2 separate regions of the Capra hircus genome follow, and region 1 is linked to region 2. A link is a contact called in public Hi-C data. All regions are on one chromosome and are shown on one strand. The core of a region is the stretch at or near the end of the contact, and the rest is flanking DNA. Distances in the headings are between cores, read along the strand shown.

Evidence for each region. Hi-C and Micro-C count contacts between places; a contact is called where the count stands out from the background.
Region 1: a Hi-C map of blood shows a contact between it and region 2, with 2.5 times the contacts expected there. The contact joins the promoter of ELMO1 here to the enhancer-like site in region 2. A contact is called at or near these places in 2 of 5 Hi-C or Micro-C datasets (both in blood).

The regions. Positions count from the first base shown.
Region 1 is chr4:60,330,806-60,334,245 of ARS1.2, reverse strand. It overlaps ELMO1 (engulfment and cell motility protein 1), which reads left to right and starts at 1,631. Exons shown (of 22, transcript XM_018047160.1): 1 at 1,631-2,081.
Region 2 is chr4:60,090,887-60,094,229 of ARS1.2, reverse strand. The region is part of intron 13 of ELMO1 (engulfment and cell motility protein 1); the gene reads left to right. Among named protein-coding and RNA genes, the nearest start is that of ELMO1, 240 kb to the left of the region's middle. Within about 2 kb of position 1,434, at least 1 of the 5 cell types and tissues checked has an H3K27ac peak or open chromatin away from gene starts, as enhancers often do.

The DNA.
Region 1 (3,440 bases), core at 382-2,881, 240 kb before region 2:
AATAAAGAAGTGAAATTACTTTCCTGGAATCATCCTGCTTTAAGTTATTGGTTTATAATGATCTGCACCCAAGTATTCACGCTCCTGATACTAACTCCTGGGGTTATGCATATAATAAGGGGTCAGATCAGAGTGGTTCACTAGAAATATAATGTGAGCCACTAATGAGAACCATGTGTATAATCTTATTTCTTCTAGTAGTTGCATTTAAAATGTAAAAAGAAACCAGTAAAATTATTTTAAATTAGTATATATAGCATACATTTATGTCTTAACCCAATAATTAACCCAACTGAATCATCACATCTAAACTATCGTCATTTGTTGGAATGATGTAATCAACATTAAAATTATTAACCAGCTATTTTATCTTCTATTTTCACATGAAGTCTAGTGTCTATTTTACACTTACAGAACATGTTAGCACTAGCCATGTTTCAAGCATTCAATAGCTGCTTGGAGCTCTTGGCTGCTAATGGACAGTTATTATTCAGTCGCTAAGATGTGTTCAACTGTTTTTGACCCCATGAACTGTAGCACACCAGGCTTCCCCATCCTTCACTCTCCCAGAGTTTGCTCAAATTTATGTCCATTAAGTCGGTGATGTTATCTAACCATCTCATCCTCTGCCGCCTCTGTCCCCTCTTGCACTCAATCTCTCCCAGCATCAGGGTCTTTTCCAAAGAGTTGGCTCTTTGCATCAGGTGGCCAAAGTATTGGAGTTTCAGCTTCAGCATCAGCCTTTCCAATGAATAATTAGGGTCAATTTTATTTAGCAGTGATTGGTTTGACCTCCTTGCAGTCCAAGCAACTCTCAAGAGTCTTCTCTAGTACCACAATTTGAAAGAATCAATTCTTTGGCAGTCAGCCTTCTTTATGGTCCAACTCTCACATCTGGACATGACTACTGTTAACAGGTTTGACTACATGGACTTTTGTTGTCAAAGTGATGTCTTTGCTCTCTAATACAGTCTAGGTTTATCATAGCTTTCCTTCCAAGGAGCAAGCATCTTTGAATTTCATGGCTGCAGTCAGTGCAGTGTTAAAATTTAAATCTCCTTTGGGGCCTAGGTGGTGGAGTGGGTGGGATCGAAACCTAAAAAGCATCTTTGCTTATATTCTAATGCCTCCCTGTCCCACTTTATCTCCTTTGCCAATTTGCAGGGAATGCATAGCAGTTGTCTTTTCCTTCTCTGGTAGAGCCAGCATAGATGCTTCAGAATTTGGAGAGGACAGGTGTTTCTCCTGTAACCTTCCAACAACTGTCATTTCCCTTCTGGCAGCAACTCAATTATCGTGCTTAATTTCTGCTTTGAAAAGGACTAAAGTAGGTTGTATGAATCAAATAATGTACCTTACAGACCAAATTGGGGATAGAACGTCTTGCTTTATGCAAAGTTATGCAAAATTAGGGAATCCCTGGCTTAATTGTTGAGAAATAAATCCCGTGGTCTGTAAGCGCACAGGTGACTGTGAGGAGGAGGAAACGTTCTGTTGTTAATTTTGTCGCACTGTCCAAGAGTCCAGGCAGAACGTCAAAGCAAACAGCCTCTTCAAGTAGCTTTAAAACGGCCCACCGAAGTTTCCCCTCAAAATCCCAAACCAACTGCCAAAATTGAAAGCTTGTAAAAAAAAATGCCACGCACTCCCGGCCTCCCGGAGGTGGCGCTATGAGGGTGACGGAGTTAATTAGTGCCTGCAAAACGCCGCTTGTGAGCTCATCCGAGAAGTCATGCTCTGCACACATATTATTTATAGCAGAACTGAGGCGTGCATAGTGTTTGACATTTCTCTTTAAGTAGGGGGACTTCAAAAAGTCGTGGGCACCCCCATCCCCCCCAGGCGAAGTGCGGTGCGCAGGCAGCAGGGGGCCGGCTGGAAGCGAACGCGCCAACCACGCGGGTCCCGGCGCAGGTGCCGGGGGCGCCGGCGGCCACTCCGCAGCGTCTGCTCTGTAGGAGAGTTCGCGGCTAATCTCGGGATGCCTTGCAGATGCAAAATGTGTCTCTGGCCAGCAGGAGGAAGGAAGAGGAAGTGAGAGCAGCGGCAGCCGGCGGCGCAGCAGCCGGCCGACCCGGAGTGTAAGTGCGTGTGCTCGGACAAGCGAGAGCGGGCGAGGATGGGCACGGGATAGATAGAGGCAGAGCCACTCACACCGCCGGGGCCCTGAGCTGGGCGACAGACTCTCCGGCTCCCCTTCCACAGTCGCGGGGTCGCCAGAGATCTTATCGCTGGGAACCCTCGCCGCCGCCGTCCTGCGACCCCGGGCAGGTTCGTAAAGTTTCCTGGGCTGGCGTGGCGCCCTGACTCGCTGACCTCAGCGCGGCCCGGGAGGGACCTGGGGCTGGGGTGAGGAGGAGGCGTCTTGCTCCGGGGGACTCTGGGCGCCGCGGAGACTTTTGTTTCCTTTCTGGGGGCGCCGCGTCGCAAGCGGGGGTGGCCCCGGGCTCGGCGGGGTGAAGGCTGCGGGCGCGCCTGGGCACTCCGCAGTTGGGGAAGTCAGGGCAGAGGGGGAGGCGGCAGGAGGAATGGGAGCCGAGCGAGGGGCTCCGAGGAGGGGGCGCAGGGCTCGTGACCGAGGAACCAGCCGAGACGTTTCGGCCAGGGCCGGTTGCAGGGGGTCGACCTGGGGTTGCGGTGCTGGAGCCGGGGGACTGGGGACTCAGGACAGGGAGAGTGGGATTGGGGGCTTGGGCACCACAGAGGGTGCGCGGGAGAAAAGACTGGCAGCGAGGACTCCCGGCTTTTCTCAGGCGCTCGAAGATGGGAGGGAATCCCCCGGCGAGCGCGCTCCTGGCAGGGGGCGGTGATGGGCTAGAGGGGTGGAGGGCCTGGAGGGACGCGAAGGGGCGGCAGGGGCAGCTGGGAGCCCCGGACGACTGTTAGTAAATACCCGCCTCCCCGGGACACTCCGAAGTCCCGGCTGGGACCCGGAAAGGAGGTGGGGGAAGTCGGTGGATGATCCTGGCATCAGAGGAGGGGCGCACCGGGCGCGCCTTCAGGGAAGGGAGGTAGCCGAGCTCTGGGGGCCCTGGAATCCGAAGCGGAGCGGGGCGGCTAAGATCGCAAGAGTAGCTTTGAGGAAGAGGAAATACAGAACTCAGCTGGCCGTGGGGTGCGCGCGTGTGTTTGGGGTTGGGAAGTCCGTGTGGTGCCGCGGGCGCGCGCGAGGGCGGCGAGCGTGTGTGTGTGTGTGTGTGTGTGTGTGTGTGTATGTGTGTGTGTGTGTGTCAGAGAGAGAGAGAGAGAGAGAGACCGAGAGACCCAGAGGGGCTCTGGAGCCGTGGAGTCCACGCCGCCGAGTGACCCTCTGCCGCCTAGGTGCTGTTTGAAATTGACTGGTCCGGACGAGGGTTGTTGACGGTGGGACCTGCGTTGACCTAAAGCCAATCGCTTGGCCCCGGTAGTGACCCGACTCTGCGGGTCTCTGGACAGCTCCG
Region 2 (3,343 bases), core at 185-2,684:
CCCCGACAAACTCAGGAGTATCAGCCACTGGGACACCCAATTATATTACAGCTTTGCTTGTCAGCCTGCAGAATTTGAAACTGTAGGGCCAAGACAAGAAGCCTTAGGATATCTTCAGGAGGTCTGCTTAGCCTTCATCAAGGTCCTACAGAAGCTAGGACCATTCTAAGATGCCCACCTGGCCTCTTTGTTAAATGAGATTGTCCGCTGTTCATAGCCAGTGAGCATTTATGTGTAGCACCCACATCTCCTGATGCTCATTCCCAATTATTTTTCCTTATGCTGTCTTGAAAAATTTTATATGGGGCGTAAGAGTCTATACATCGAAGATTTTCTTCTGTCTTAACATGGAAATGCGAGAAAGAACCCATTGTAAATAGAAAATCCAGATGAATATTGACTGTAGAAACAATGATAATAATAATGTATTTGGGGGTTTAAAAACATACATAATTAAAATGTGGAACAATAATATCTTGGAGTGTGTAGCAGAGTAAAAATGAACCAGCTGGGGCGTGGTACAAAGCTATTGTGGAAGTCTGAGCTGATTCTTGATATGTATTTCTCAGCTGAGTAGAATATTATGGATTCATTTTTCAACTTTTTCTTTTAGTAGCCATTTGTGACCTTGTGGACTGTAGCCCCCCACCCCCAGCCCCCTGCCGGCTCCTCTATTTGTGGGATTCTCCAGGCAAGAATACTAGAGTGGGTAACCATGCCTCCTCCAGGGGATCTTCCCAACCCAGGAATCAAACCTGTGTCTCTTGTGTCTCCTGCATTGGCAGGCTAATTCTTCGCCAGAGTGCCACCTGGAAAGCCCCTTTTAAGTAGCCATTCCTGGAATTAATTGTTCAGAGATATCACCAAGACTCCCATCTTGATGGTATGGGGTACTTGAACCTCCTGATCGTTTGTTTCCCTTTTATCCCTGCTTTTCTCTTCCTCACTTCAACAAATAGCAAGGGGATTGTGAAAGGGAAAGCCAAAGAAGGGCATTCATTGAGGATACTCAGAGTTTAAGCCAGAATTTGCAGGCAGTTCTGTCAGTCGCTTCCTTGATTGGCAGGTAAGAGTGTGGCAACTCCTCATTACAGGTAAAGAGAGGACCCCGTGGCCAGGATGGGCTCTGCCGTGCCTGTCTTGGATGTTTCCGATCAATGATGCACAGTGTAGCATCTATTGTCTTCACGTTTGGTTTTAAGTGCTGAGACCAAAGCATTGTGGAAGTTACGCGCACATAGAAGAATAAAAGTTAGCTCCCGAAAGTCTCTGGCAGAACCAGAAGGTGGGATCCTGGGCTTCATTTCTCCATCATTGAACTGAGGGGAGCAGATCCCTGGGCAGAGCTGCTGCGCGGCGGGCTTTTCTGGTTGGTGTGGTTGTAGGGCCGCCTTCCCCGCAGGGTCGCACCATCACACTTGCTGGTGATGCAGAGACGTCCAGAAGTTCCGTGCAGAGCACTTGCAGACTTTTCGTTTCTTCTTCCTCCTCGGCTGTCTGGCTGGGGTGGGCAAGGACCGTCCCGATGGGTGCGGTGTGTCTGGCTTGCAGGGGCAGCCCCCGCGCAGGCTCTCCGTCACTGTTGGGACTGACGGGTGGGCCCGTTACCGGTGCCTGACTGCGGTGTCGGGGCTTGTGCCGTCGCTGCAGTTCCATCAGGTCGGTGACTTCGTGCACGTGACAGGTTGCTTCCCTTCTCCCTTCCCTAGCAAGGGAGAGGAGCGCCGAGGCGCAAGAAGAGCTGGGGACAGTCTCATCTCAGAGTCAACCCCCAAGAGCCAGCTGTTACCCATGGATGCCGTGTGAAGATGGGGAAAAGTGCATCAACCCTATAAGGGACACGTGAATAACTGTGCTCTTGAAGTGCTTTATATTTTTAAAAGAAATATTGTAAAGGAAAATTTTTACAAACAAATGGACTGTGATTCATTGCCATGACAATATTTGAGCTTTGTTCTCCTCTCGTATTTTAATGTGATTAATTTTAACTCTAGCAGAATCTCTCAGGGGACTGTTGAAAACTGAGTGAGAGGATGGGTTTCTCCCGCTCTATTTTCCCCACTCTCCTCCTGTTCAGGACTCATCGTGCCTTTGTTGTTCTTCAGTCGCTAAGTCGTGTCCAGCTCTTTGCGACCCCATGAGCTATAGCACACCAGGCTTCCCTGTCCTTCACTGTCTCCTGGAGTTTGCTCAGACTCGTGTCTATTGAGTCAGGGATGCCATCCAACCATCTCGTCCTCTGTCACCCCCTTCTCCTGCCCTCAAGCTTTCTCAGCATCACTGTACCCAAGGTGGGCCATTTATCTCGTGTTAGTGCTGATTTGGAGAAGGCAATGGCACCCCACTCCAGTACTCTTGGAAAAATCCCATGGACGGAGGAGCCTGGTAGGCTGCAGTCCATGGGGTCGCTAGGAGTCGGACACGACTGAGCGACTTCACTTTCACTTTTCACTTTCATGCATTGGAGAAGGAAATGGCAACCCACTCCAGTGTTCTTGCCTGGAGAATCCCAGGGATGGGGCAGGCTGATGGGCTGCCGTCTATGGGGTCGCACAGAGTCAGACAGGACTGAAGCGACTCAGCAGCAGCAGCAGCAGTAGTGCTGATTTATAACCACTAGGGGGCGCGCTACACAAAGGCATGTGTGTTAGTTACTCTCCAGACAGAAGATATTTTCTATGAAGAGCAGCTCTTAGAAGGCAGAGTACTTGGTGGGGTAATTTTTAAAAGATTGAACCCTGGGCCAGCCAAAACCGTCTGCCTTAAACTTTAGCTTAAAATCCACAAGAATTTTGTCTCCTTGAAAACAATACTGTGGAGGCAACTTATTAAACAGTGTTAGTCACGAACTCCTTCAAGTTCCCCTCTCCTGGCATTCTTTCTTTGTACGTGGGATTTTGCAGCAATGGTTACCATTCAGCAGGTACAAGGGTGATGCACAGGGAGTGTGGGCTTCAGTTCAGTTCACTTCAGTACAATCACTCAGTTGTGTCTGACTCTTTGCAACCCCACATAACGTGGCACACAGGCCTCCCTGTCTATCACCAACTCCTGGGGTTCACCCAAACTCATGCCCACTGAGTCGGTGATGCCATAAAACCATCTTATCCTCTGCAATCCCCTTCTCCTCCTGCCCTCAATCTTTCCCAGCAACAGGGTCTTTTCGAATGAGTCAGCTCTTTGCATCAAGTGGCCAAAGTATTGGAGTTTCAGCTTCAACATCAGTCCTTCCAGTGGACACTCAGGGCTGATCTCCTTTAGGATGGACTGGTTGGATCTCCTTGCAGTCCAAGGGACTTGCAAGAGTCTTCTCCAACACCACAGTTCAAAAGCATTAATTCTT